3 separate regions of the Zea mays genome follow, and all the other regions are linked to region 3. A link is a contact called in public Hi-C data. All regions are on one chromosome and are shown on one strand. Each heading gives the region's core, a stretch centred on a gene start, on an enhancer-like site or on the middle of the called end of the contact. The rest is flanking DNA. Distances are from core to core; before and after follow the strand shown.

The links. Hi-C and Micro-C count contacts between places; a contact is called where the count stands out from the background.
Region 1: a contact with region 3 is called in a Hi-C map of ear, with 2.1 times the contacts expected there. The contact joins the promoter of LOC100304380 here to the promoter of LOC103647692 in region 3. A contact is called at or near these places in 2 of 25 Hi-C or Micro-C datasets (ear and leaf).
Region 2: a contact with region 3 is called in a Hi-C map of leaf, with 2.9 times the contacts expected there. The contact joins the promoter of LOC100276162 here to the promoter of LOC103647692 in region 3. A contact is called at or near these places in 3 of 25 Hi-C or Micro-C datasets (ear and leaf).

The regions. Positions count from the first base shown.
Region 1 is chr2:207,553,869-207,558,415 of Zm-B73-REFERENCE-NAM-5.0, reverse strand. LOC100304380 reads left to right here and starts at 2,541. Exons shown (of 16, transcript NM_001361416.1): 1 at 2,541-2,797; 2 at 2,898-3,059. The coding sequence starts at 2,633.
Region 2 is chr2:207,531,631-207,535,745 of Zm-B73-REFERENCE-NAM-5.0, reverse strand. LOC100276162 reads left to right here and starts at 1,291. Exons shown (of 3, transcript NM_001360977.1): 1 at 1,291-1,461; 2 at 1,842-1,979. The coding sequence starts at 1,371.
Region 3 is chr2:207,765,442-207,769,992 of Zm-B73-REFERENCE-NAM-5.0, reverse strand. It overlaps LOC103647692 (protein CHROMATIN REMODELING 4), which reads right to left and starts at 3,131. Exons shown (of 11, transcript XM_008672203.4): 1 at 2,568-3,131; 2 at 805-1,050; 3 at 38-139. The coding sequence starts at 1,023.

The sequences.
Region 1 (4,547 bases), core at 1,292-3,791, 210 kb after region 3:
GTCGGTCTCCATCTCCTTCTTGGCGTGATCTCCCGACATCACTTCGAGCGGTTAGGCTCTAATGAAATACCGGGCTCCGATACCAATTGAAAGTCGCCTAGAGGGGGGTGAATAGGGCGAATCTGAAATTTAACAACTTAATCACAACTACAAGTCGGGTTAGCGTTAGAAATATAAATGAGTCCGAGAGAGAGGGTGCAAAACAAATCGCAAGCGAATAAAGAGTGTGACACGCGGATTTGTTTTACCGAGGTTCGGTTCTTGCAAACCTACTCCCCATTGAGGTGGTCACAAAGACCGGGTCTCTTTCAACCCTTTCCCTCTCTCAAACGGTCCATCGGACCGAGTGAGCTTCTCTTCTCAAATCAATTGGGAATCAAACTTCCCGCAAGGACCACCACACAATTGGTGTCTCTTGCCTTGCTTACAAATGAGATGATCGCAAGAAAGAATGAAAGAAGGAAGCAATCCAAGCGTAAGAGCTCAAAAGAACACAACAAATCTCTCTCACTAATCTCTAAAGCCTTGTGTGGAATTGGGAGAGGATTTGATCACTTGGGTGTGTCTTGTATTGAATGCTTAGCTCTTGTAAGTAGTTGGAAGGTGAAAAACTTGGATGACTTGAATGTGGGGATGATTGGGGTATTTATAACCCCAACCACCAAACTAGCCGTTTGGTGGAGGCTGCTGTCGCATGGCGCATTGGACAGTCCGCTGCGCCACCGGACACTGTTCGGTGCGCCAGCCACGTCACCAGGCCGTTGGGTTCCGACCGTTGGAGCTCTGACTTGTGGGCTCGCCTGGCTGTCCGGTGGCGCACCGGACAAGTTCTGTAGACTGTCCGATGTGCCACCCGCGCGTGCCCTGCTCCTCTGCGTGCGCAGGCGCGCATTTAATGCGTTGCAGTCGACCGTTGCGCGCGAAGTAGCCGTTGCTCCGCTGGCTCACCGGACAGTCCGGTGTGCACTGGACATGTCCGGTGAATTATAGCGGAGCGGATTCCCGAAGCTGGTGAGTTCAGAGTCGCTCTCCTCTGGGGCACCGGACACTGTCCGGTGGTGCACCGGACAGTCCGGTGAATTATAGCGAAGCGCCTCTGAGAATTTCCGAAGGTGAAGAGTTCAGCTTGGAGTCCCCTGGTGCACCGGACACTGTCCGGTGGCACACCGGACAGTCCGGTGCGCCAGACCAGGGCACACTTCGGTTATCCCTTGCTCTCTTTGTTGAACCAATTTCTTGGTCTTTTTATTGGCTTAGTGTGAACCTTTGGCACCTGTATAACTTATAGACTAGAGCAAACTAGCTAGTCCAATTATTTGTGTTGGGCAATTCAACCACCAAAATCAATTAGGAAAATAGGTGTAAGCCTAATTCCCTTTCAGGGGCAGAGGACGCGCCTTCCATGGAGATCGGGTTGTCGCAGACGCGGAGAGCCGGGGCTGGGTTTAGGGACGACACGAGCATCGTGGACTCGCCTTCTATGGAGAGCATGGGCGAGGATCGAGAGCTGGGGCGACGATCTGGGGCGAATTTCTAGGGAGCCGGGGCGGTGATCTGGGCGAGGCCGCGGGGATTGTGGGAGAGAGGAGAGTGTGGCGAGGAGAGTCGGGCGGGAGCATGCTAGTGTATTCCACCCAGCGATTGCAATCTCAACCGGTAAGTATCGATTTTCAGTAAAAGTTACCGTTATCGGTACTTAACGAGAAGAGAAAACCCTTCCGTTTTATTATATTTCGGTTCATAATTCTAAAATATAAAAAATCAAATTTTAGTTAACAAAATCTTTTTTTGGAATTTGCAAGCGAAAAGGTAATCCCTGATTCCACCATATTCTTCTCTTTTAGAAACTCAATTTAGACAGACCACTAAATGATTTTAACAAACAATAATGTTTTGTATAAATATTTTTATAGATATTCTGAATTTGAAACGTTTCTCCTGCCATCAGAATTCCTACGAAAGTACAAAATGGTCCCCGCAGCGGCGGGCCAAAATGCTAACCTACCCGACTACGCATTCTATTATGTAACTAGTAGCTGGCGGCCTAGCGCATCCTTGGGCGCGTTTTGTTAAGCATCTAGGCTAGTTTATAAGTGTTGTTAGAATTGATGATGTAAAACATAATAGAGAAAGTTTTCTGGGTGATAATCTACGTACTTATTATGGAAGAGAGTTGTATCAATATCCAAATGTTCAAAAGGAAACAGAGCGGAATATGTACATATATATGGAATCTAGGGAAACAAATGTATACTTATTAGCACTTTTTGTGGTGTCATGTGACACCAATGAATTTTAGTAATTTTTATTAAAATGTATGTTTGTTAGCATTTAAATGAGTTGATGATTTTATAATTTAATAGAGATGACACTAATAGTTGTTTTATCTAGATCCGCTCTCGAGCATCATACAATGAAAGCTAGATATGTGAGCACCTTATATGTATGAGATTATGTATGCTGTCATATTTGGCGTAGCCAATTGTTTTATATATCATATTCCACTTAATATAATATAGAAACATAATTAAGATGTACCAGTCGCGCGCATCTTTTCCAGTCGCGCCCATCTAACTACGGGTAGACTCGGCAGGACGGCAGCACAGGTCCACGCGGGCGCGGAGGCAACGCTATGGTGGCTCGCCGCTTCGTGGTCCGGCATGGCCCCGCAGCCGGAGGATCAGCCGAGGCGGCGGAGGAGCAACAGCACGAGGTGGAGTACGACACGGAGCACGGCCTCGACGTCCTCCGCCTCCAGATCTTTTCCCTCACCGCCGTCCCGCCCGACCTCCAGAAGGTCCGCAGCACCCCTTCCCTAGTCCCGATCCCATAGTTTCGGCGCGATCCGGACGCCACTGACGCCTGCACTGCTTCCCACTTCCCGGTCGTGCTTGCAGATCGTGGTGGAGGCGGATGGGTCGGTGGTGGACGACGGCACCGACCTGGAAGCCGTCTCTGAGCGCCTGCGCCTCCTTGCTATCGGCGAGGAGGGGGAGGACGACGGGGCAGCGGCCAGGGCGCAGGAGAAGTCCGACGAGGAATTCGCACGGATGCTTCAGGTGCAGAGTTGCTGACATCGCCGATTTTTCTGCTCTGGTTCGGCTAAGGTCGAGGCGTCGAGCTATTTTAATTTGCATTGCATTGCGATGTTGGCGGTAGCTGGTGGGCTCACTTGGTTTGGTAGGGGATTGGAGGATGGGCCATGAAATTAGTTTGTTTCAGCTAGAAATGGCCTGGAGTTCCCTTGCACTCTTGTTTCGGTAGCACAGCTATTAGCCCTCTGTTCTTAAGGCGTCGCCTAGGCGTCCAGGCGGTGGTCTAACGCCTAGGCGCCTTGCCCGCCTACCTCGCCTAGGCGTCCAGGCGGTGCTCCAACGCCTTGGACCACCTTACCGCTTTAAGAACCATGTATTAGCCTAATAACGGTATTTAGAGCTGTTCACATGTTTAGACTCCAGTCCAGAGTTCTTTTGGTTACTGATTTCAGTTAAGCTGATATTTGAACCATGTGGGCTGGGAGGTATATGGATTAGGGTCAGGTGCTAATTAGGTGTTATTATCTTGGCTTGAACTTGGAAACATTAGTGTGTTATTAGATCAAGGAGTTATGTGGTTCAACATAAACACAAAATTTATTTGGTGAAACATAAATATTTCACCTGACTCCATCGCGGTTGCCGCTTGAGTCGTGTAGGAACTCTTGTGCTGTTGGACATTTGGTTAAACTGATGCATTTCAAGAAAGATTAGAGGCTGATTTATGGAGTCTTAAGGATTAAGCTGGATCTGGGAAAGGTTCCTTTATTTCACTCCACAGTGTATGATGTCATATGGAATTGAAAGTTACCATGCCGATGTTAAAACCCACTTACCCACCCTAGCTGAAGATGGCCTAATAAGATTTACAGGGGTGGCAAGGAGAACCCTTCCTAATTCTCTATGTGGGTCCACTATACTATTTTCACCATATATGCAACATGTTGACAATATCCTAATGACCCCTAAGACCCTAATGGATTACATATAACAGGTCCTGGTGTTTTTTGTGTTTACCTTTTGTTTTTGTGTTCTTGGAGGGAAATAAATGTTTGAAAAGTTATGTATGTTATGTTTTGATTCTAAAAAGGATTCATAATTTTGCACATCATATGCAAACAAGCCTTACCAGTAGGCCATCAACGCTCAAGTAGCACTCATCCCAGTTTTGGTCTCCAGTGAGACAAATTTCAGGATATTTTCTTACGGTTTATCTTAGGTTACATATCCCCATGACACTCCGTGTTAGTTGTTTATGGGATTAAAGAAATAAACTCGACCAACCTAGGAAGAACCAGGTGTCATTACATATAATAAAAACAGACACTCAAACCTGAGTTTAAAATGAATTGAATCTGTGTGACCCACACCTCCCTGTTGTTCTGGAAATTACATCCTGGATTCATTCATTCGTTGTAAAAAGTACACACAACCATGGGTTTTAATAATTTAATGTGATAGTGCATACTTGTGCTTAGGCACTGGGTCATGTGGAAGCCTCCGACACTGGGT
Region 2 (4,115 bases), core at 42-2,541, 230 kb after region 3:
CCAAATTAAGGTGTTGTTGCAAGTAGTATATGAAGAGTGCATTTTTTTTGTTGTTGGAGAAACTTTGTGTGTGCCTCTGCATAAATTGACAAAATTCAACAACGTTCCTTGCACAGTGCATTTCTTGCTGCTAGGGCTGCACTAAAAGGCTGAAACGTATATGGTGTTGCTGCCAGCTGGTAACTGAGACTTGTTCCTCTTGCATGAGTTGAGTGCGCGCAGAAGTGTGATTTCTGCTGCAGCAGTTCGTTACTAGATTGCTTGCAAATTAAAGATAAAATTTCAGATGAGCTAGCTTATGGACGACCACACGGAGAAGAAACCAACAAATAATAATGAGTGTGTGTAAGTAATCAAGATAAAGTTTCAGATAACCGACCGCGGTGAATCACACTAGCTCACCAGTTCGCCGGGAACAAGAGAGAGTGAGAGACGGCAAGAAGTATTGCCGTAAGTACCGGTTGCCGAGGATGCGGAATACCACTATGATCCAGTTTAAATTTTACAAACCCACCCAATCAAATCACCCGCATCAATAACTTTTATTAAATCCATTAGACAAATTGCACTTATACTTAACACAACATCAAAATCAATAATTCAAATCGCTAGATAACTCTTTTATCTCGTTCACTCAAATCCAATGTACAATATTATTTAAATCATTTCTCATCCCTCATCCCCCACTACCCCCATTCGAAGTCCCAGCCTTCCCCTCCCTCTACCCCCGCGTCCCCTCACTCGTGTCACCACCGTAGCTGTCGACCCTTTCTCTCTGCTGTTGTTGAATTATAGCGTTAGTACGAGTCATATGCTAGTCAGCTAGTTCTGGGAAAAAGAAAATAAACAAGCGATTAGTATAAAAAATATTTTCCTTTTTTGATAGTATGTTCTATATCTAAATTATACAACTATCATATTTTAAATAGCAAATATGATAAATTTAGTTGACGATATAAATATTAACACTATTCAATATAATTTTGGTTAAACTTTAGTTAGTTTGGCTGATACAGATCTTATATTTATATTTATTTAGATGTAAAGGAGTACAACACAACGCCCCTGTTTATTTAAAAGAACACTAAAAACGATGCTGAGGAAATTGCAAACCAAATGAAGTTGCGAATGCCAAATTGGGGCAACATGTATTTAGCACAATGGGCTTCTTGCTCTCCGGCCTGCACCACACCCTCGTTGGACCTACGCAACTGGCGGCCCACACAGGCTAGAGCAACGAAGTCCAACAGATAGGAAGGTCCCTCTCCGGCCACAACTCACAAGTCCCCACAGCACTCTCCCCGACCTTGCCGTCCAGTCGTCCACCCCACCGCCGCAGCCTCGCCCCGAGGAGACAGGAGAACAGCAGGATGCCGGCGACGCCGACGATCATCGGCGCCCTCCTGGGACTGGGCACTCAGATGTACTCCAACGCCCTCCGCAAGCTTCCCTACATGCGCCGTATATCCCTTTCTCCCCTTCCCTTTCTCCTATTCCCCTGTTCATTTCTCCGTTTCTTGATCACGCATTGCGTCCCGCGCTCCGTGAGTCGTCCTGGCGCCCCATTTCCGTCTGATCTGCGATATTTCCACCTGCCCTCGTGGTGTTTCGTCTGGTCTGGGCGCCTTCCTTGGTCTTTGGGATCCTAGATGCGATATGGTTCTTGTTTTTTGGGGTTGAAGTCCATTTCTTCGTGATTTAGGAGGCAATACTGCCGAAGAGATACCCCTTTGGTCCCTATTCCACCCTACCATTCATGATTTCAGTATGTGCTTTGTACCAGTCTCCTTTTAGATATGATGATTCATTCTCACGTGCTTATTGTGTCTAAATTGTTATAGATCCTTGGGAGCATGTGTTGGGGATGGGTCTCGGTGCAGTATTTGTGAACCAGCTGGTAAAATTTGACGAGAAGCTCAAGGAGGACCTCGACAAGATGCTTGAGCGCGCCAGGCTAGCCAACGAGCAACGCTACATTGGTACAGTGCTAACTTGCTTATGGCATCTTAACAACAGCAAAGACTTTGCCCAAGTTAGAAGTCTACATCGGATATATCCAAACAATCTCAATTGGTGTTGGACAAACTTTTTTTCAATTGGTGCTACCTGTACTCATGTATATCATCGTTTGAAGCCACAAATTAAGGGTTTATACACGTCGATAGCTGTTCTCTATTCATTTCTGTTCAGAGTTAGATCTTTAGTATATTCCATCTTTTCTAGTCTCCTCTTTCCATATTAACTTCGGTCTTCTCCTATCTCTCTTCCTATTACTATCATGTATTAGTATCCCACTATATATTGGTGTCTCTGGAGGTCTACATCGGATATATTCAAACAATCTCAATTGATGTTGTACAATCTTTTTTTTTCAATTTGGTGCTACCTGTACCCATGTATATCATCATTTCGGACTCGATCCCTTCTTATATAGCCACAAATCCAACATAATATACACATTTCCGCAACACTTATTATCTGTTGAACGTTGAACATGATGCCTTTTTAGCCTAATATCCTGCACCATGCAATGTAACAGGTCTAATTGCTGTCATATAAAAGTTTCCTTTTAGTTTGCGTGATATGCTCTGGTTGCATAGACGCCAAATGTTTGGTGCCACTTCCTCCATCATGCTTTGTTTTATGGCTAACATCTAATCAATACCCCTATCTCTCTATCTCTCCGTAGCATTGATCCTAAATAACGGAAGTTATCCTCCTTGGGCATTTCTTGACCTTTTAAACTAACATCTCCTTGTGTATAGTGTTGAAGTCCCATCTCACGTACTCTGTTTTATTTCTATTGAATCTAAAACTTTTGAACTCTAGAGTCTCATGCCACAAGTTTAGTTTCCTATTATCCTGCCCGACTTTCATCAATGAGCACTACATCGTCCTCAAAAAGTATATACCAAGGGATATCCCCTTATATGTCTCTTGTGACCTCATCCATCACTAAGGCAAAACGGTAAGAGGCCTCAAAATTGACTCTTGATGTAGTCCTATTTTAATAAGAAAGTCATCTGTGTCCCATCACTTGTTCAAACACTAGTCACGACATTGTTGTACATGCCCTTAATGAACCCAGCATGTTTAGTTGGAACTTTATATTTGTCCAAAGTCCATCACGTAACATTTCTTAGTATTCTGTCATAAGACTTCTCCAAGTTGATGAAAACCATGTGTATGTCCTTCTGATCCCTATATTGCTCTATCACTTGCCCTTCTTATGCTTTGGCATGTTATGTTTGCAAATTCATTTATCTACTGTTGTCAGTAGTTTTTGCTTATAATCTGCCATATTGCCTCAGCCTTCAGCAATCCTACTATAAGAGTTAGCACATGTTGTATCATTTTCTTCTGATTTTAACATGTAAGTTGTTATACCGCCAGCTTTTTATCCTTAATGCAATATTCGAGGAAAGAATTGCACATTTGATTTTTGAACACCTTAGTACACTAATTTGATCTGCAATTTTATTTTTATGTTTCAATCTACTGTTGGGGACTTGTTCTCAAGTGCTATGAGTTAAGAACAAGACAACATAGAAAATGTTAATCGTTAAGGTCCTTCGTCCTCCGAAGCATTATTTCCCTTAGGATATAATGGTTTACGGACGAAGGTTATGAAGGACGTACCTTCATAAATTCATTAAACAATGACGAAGGATGAAATATAAAGAATATAAAAGACAACATGGACAATTATATATTATTATTAGGTATAAACAGAAATATCGTTGAATTACAAGTGTACCTTCAATCAGAATGAAATGACAGTACAAGCGTGACGCAAAAAGCGAATGCCAAGTCAGCGTGAACAGTACGGGAGTACTGTTCACCTATTTATAGGCACGGGACGCAGCCTGTGCAAAATTACATTAATGCCCTTTACATTTGATAATAATCCTATAGTAATCTGTCGAGGTCTAAATAGCCTTTTCATCTTTAAGTCGGTTTCAACTGCTGCTGTCTCGCCGAAGCTTTCCTGTTTACACCTTCGGCGCTTCACCAACCTTCGTATTATTCTGGTCTACTGTGATGCCTGACTTGAGTCCGAAGATACCTGTTCACACATTATACTCCAGAAACACTATTAAATCCTGTTTTTGAGG
Region 3 (4,551 bases), core at 1,882-4,381:
GTAACTTCTGAACCAAACGTGAGGGCACAATACAAACCTTAAGAGGAGGATTGAGGCATTCCAAGTGGTAAACACGAGGACAGCTATCACAACATAGCAAATTGCCACCAAGATCACATTCTACACACTCAAAAAAATACTGAAAGAACAAAAGTAAAGTGTATAAGCAAATCTGGAAACCACAACAGAGGTCACATACAAAGCAATTCATAAGGTAGTGACGTAGTGTATAAACCTCAATTTTTCGTAGTTCTCGTGTTGATAACTGGAGAAAGACCTATTGCTCAACAGTTATTCATAAACATCTTTTCAAGTTGCAGTTGCTAAGAAGTTTCTCACAACCATTTATCATAATTCACTCAAATGTGTCAGTTCAGTATAGTTGCAGTCATGTACAGTATATTGAAACAAATAGCACCATATTTACTCAAAGCTTAGTCATATCTCCCATATATACACGGGATTATGGGAATGAGCCTAATAGACTATTTCGGCTGTGAGAGAGTTCACATAATAAAACATGTAAGCTCCCCTTCACTTGGCTTGCTTACTTGCATAAAAAATACTCTTGAAGACCTGACTGAAGCCCAGGTGTTTAACAAAAATAATACTATGTGTACTCCGTGAAAAAATGTCTTTTCTACAATGGCTATAGTATTAAATCGTTGTTTAAGCCTTCTGCTCGTATTATAGTTGCGCGGCGCATAAAGGTACAACAGTATATAATCTTATCAAAAAGATCACAAATAATATCTACAAGCAAAACTAAGGTAACTATGAAAAGTAATTTGGTAAGCAATTCACCCCATCGTGTCCTCTTATCTTCTTGGCTGATGGAGAAATGTTAGTGTCATGCTTCAACTTCTTTTTGGTGGAACCATGGCTCATTGGAGAGTCAGATGTTGGTGAGGTAGCCTCATTCTCATTAGATGGGCTAACGGTTAACTTGCTTCTTTTCCTTTTATATTTCAAACCCCAGTTTCCATCGGCTGCACTTTCACATAAAGAGCTCCTCTCCTTCATCTTCAGCACACTTGCACCAGAGACATACTGCAATCAAAATGAGGAACATGTTTTTTCATTAGTAGCCCAACTCAAAAGAGACAACGTGTAATAGATATAAACTAACTGTTGTCTACTGTGATCTAATACATATGCGATCACAGGACCAGAGTCAGATCTAAAATGAGATCAAGTGTAGTTTAATCAAGTATAAGAACACTACGAGTGCTGATGCATTAGAGCAGTAGGCATTTTGAGGCATAACATATACTAAGATGTCAATGAACAGTTCTGCTCAAGGTCCCAAACAAAGAAAGGTGCATATTGCAACAAATATTTATCTTACTTTGGTTGTTGGTTCAATCGAAAGTTTCCTTTTCTCTTTGGATAATATTGTTGTGGAAGAGCAAATGCAAACATAATAAACTAGAATCTACACAGTAAGTCTAAATGAAGAAATTTCCATCGCATAGGAAATAAACCTGTGTGAAAGCTAAATGACAGAAACAAGATTGGCCAGAATTTGTTGGTTGTTGCTTATAAATTTGTTAATATAATCACATTAATACCCAAATTGGAGCTTTGCATACAAAGCCATAACACAATAAATAGTCAAAACCAAATAAGAAAGATCACTATAAACCCTTACTACAGTGTTATTAAAACTATGTTTCAACAATGTTTAAACTACGTTCAAAACTCTAATTAGAAGTTGAAACCGTGTTTTAGCGTTTTGGCGTTCTAAACTGTAAAACGCAGTGTTTCATGTGTTTTAGACCATTAGCTGCCCAGTCTATTAGTTACTTTTGGGGTCCAATCTGGCTCATGGGTGAAGTTTTGGTAAGCCACTAACCTTGTTGTTTTGGTATTTAACTTCATGTTGTTGTCTGAAATTATGATATATTGGTATTTTTCCTGTGTTGCTTAAAACTACGTTTAAACAATTAAACGTTTAAAAGTCAAAATTTCACCTATGATCGTTTCAATGTTTTATCGTTTTAATAATCTTGCCTTACTAATCAGCTTTGCACAACTAGCTAGCATTACTCATTCAGTGAAATGATACTTAAGTAATTACCAGGAATTTTCCATATCTTGCTGGTCCCCAAAAGCTCATATGATGAACTGCTATAACCATAACCTAGCACAAGATACAGCTATCACTGGAACCAGACCAAGACAAACAGAGGCATCAAAGGTCCACTGCTATTTCAGACCGGACACCCACCCCTAATCCTCACGTCTGAACTGAATCTTCCTAATTTTGGGGTTCACAGCGTTTTTACCCAAGTGCAGAAGAAACAGAGCTGCAAAGACAGACAGACTCCCATTCGGACCTTGTCAACTCTGCGGCAGAAGCATCAGAGCTTGCAAAAGCAGCTCGCCGCCTGTAACTAGCTTCACATCTCATACGGCACAGCCACCACCCACGCCCAAATCCGAACCTACCCCCCCCCCCCCCCAAACTCCATGGCCGGCAAACCATTTCACAAGCAAATTCCCCACAAAACCCCCGTAAACGGCCCAAAAGCGGCGCCAATTCGAGCGGTAGAGATCCATCTCACCTCCCAGCGCCGCCGAATCGATGCCAGAGCGACGGACGCAGCGGCGGATCGCGCGCGAATAGCACCTCTGGAGGCCACGGGGCGGCGCAGAGGCGCCGGCGAGGTCTATGCGGCGGCGGCGGCGGCGTTGGGTCGGATAGGGGAGGGCGGCGCTAATGGGGCGGTGGGCGACGAGGCAAATGGGGAACGGCCGAACGGGCAGGAGAGCGGCGCGACTATCGAGGGGCAGGGGCACCCATCGCATCGGGGGTTGTGAAGGGGGCGCGTGACGAGAGGCGAGCGCTGAGGGCAGCAGGCAGGGCAGAGCGCTTCACGCGTCGCTTTCGGCTGCCCACCCCGGGGACGGTGGGTGACAGGCGGGGCCCTCAGGCGGCAGGGGGGACACGTGGGGGAGGGTGCGCCCGGTGGGCGAGTGGGCGCCGCGCTCGCCGCGGTGGCGTGGAGACGGCGAGGGTGGCCGCGCGCGGCCCGCCGCTCCAGGCGCGGCCGTGGTCGGGGGAGACGGGATTGGTGGAGCGGACGGATCATTTGCTTGGGAAGCTCGTGAATTCTTCAGTGATTTGCGCCCTTCTTTGAGTTTAGACACCTTACTCATATTCAAATTCCACACTCTACTAATAGTATACAATACATAATAGTGTAAAAATATGTTTTTAGGTAAACTTTGAATATACTGCTGTAAACGGTCTTAGACCAGTCCATCTGCAACAAGTCTATCCAAATTTTAACTAAAAACATTCTATATCGTAGACTAAACTATTTATAAAGTAAAATTTAAATATAGATATAAAAATGGTAAGCTATTGGAGATACTCTTATTGCTTTTTTTAGTCTCTCTTCTTTGCCGCCGCTCGCCAATGCGCTCGCACAATTGTCACACCAAAGTCCAAACTTAATAAATTAAATTATCTCTTCCATTCTATGGCTCGGGAATGCCAGTATTAGCATGAATAGGGCTGGACGAAATACTCGTGGCTCAATAACTCGCTCGACTCGGCTCGTTAGTAGCTCGGCTCGACTCGGCTCGTTTTAATTTTGTAGCGAGCCAAACTAGCATTCTAGCTCGATTCTCTAATGAGCCAGCTCGGGTTAGCTCGTGAGCTAGCTCGCGAGCCAAACGGGCCAAACCACAACACAAGTTTGTCTAATCGTTGGTGTCCTCTCATCTCTTACAGTCTTGTTTTCTCATAGTTATGATCTGTGATATGGACATGTGTGGATGTGACATGTGCTTAAATATTTGCATTATTGCATGGCTAACATGTTTGTGGAATGGATGATGAATTGCTTTATAATGATGTTTATTGTTATCTTATTATAACAAGGGTTTGTAAATATATAAGTTAATACATATTTGGTTATTTAATTTAATATCAAAAGTTAGAAGCTAGTATAGTGATACAATAATAATATTATAAAGGTTTTGGGTTTGTAGTGTTAAACATTTAAAATGTAATTTTTCGGTTATATATATATATATTTATGTACGTAGATCCTTGTATTTAGTTGTGGCTCGCGAGCCTAACGAGCCGAGCCAGATTTTAGCTCGTTAGTATAACGAGTCGAGCCGAGCTGGCTTGATATCCACCCCTAAACATGAATCATACGGAAATATAACTCGGTATTCAAATAACTATTTAGAGTTCCTAGAGCTCCTTGTACAACTTGTTTGAAAAACTCATTGTCGGACCTGATTCATCGCCCTTTGTTTTTCAAAATAAAGGGTTCTTTTTTTAGACTTTTCTAATTATCCAAACTAATAGAAGTAGCATTAACCAAATCTTCTTTTTCTCGCTCTATTTCAAAATATCTCTAACAGTTCACTCAAAGTTTACCTAAAAGCATTATTCTGCATTGTATATTGTATTGTTTGCAGAGTGAAATTTGAATATAGTTATGGGTAAGCTGCTGAATATAGTATAAGCTCACTTCCTAGCTAAAATACTCCACTGCACTAGTTACTCATTATAATGGACAATAATAA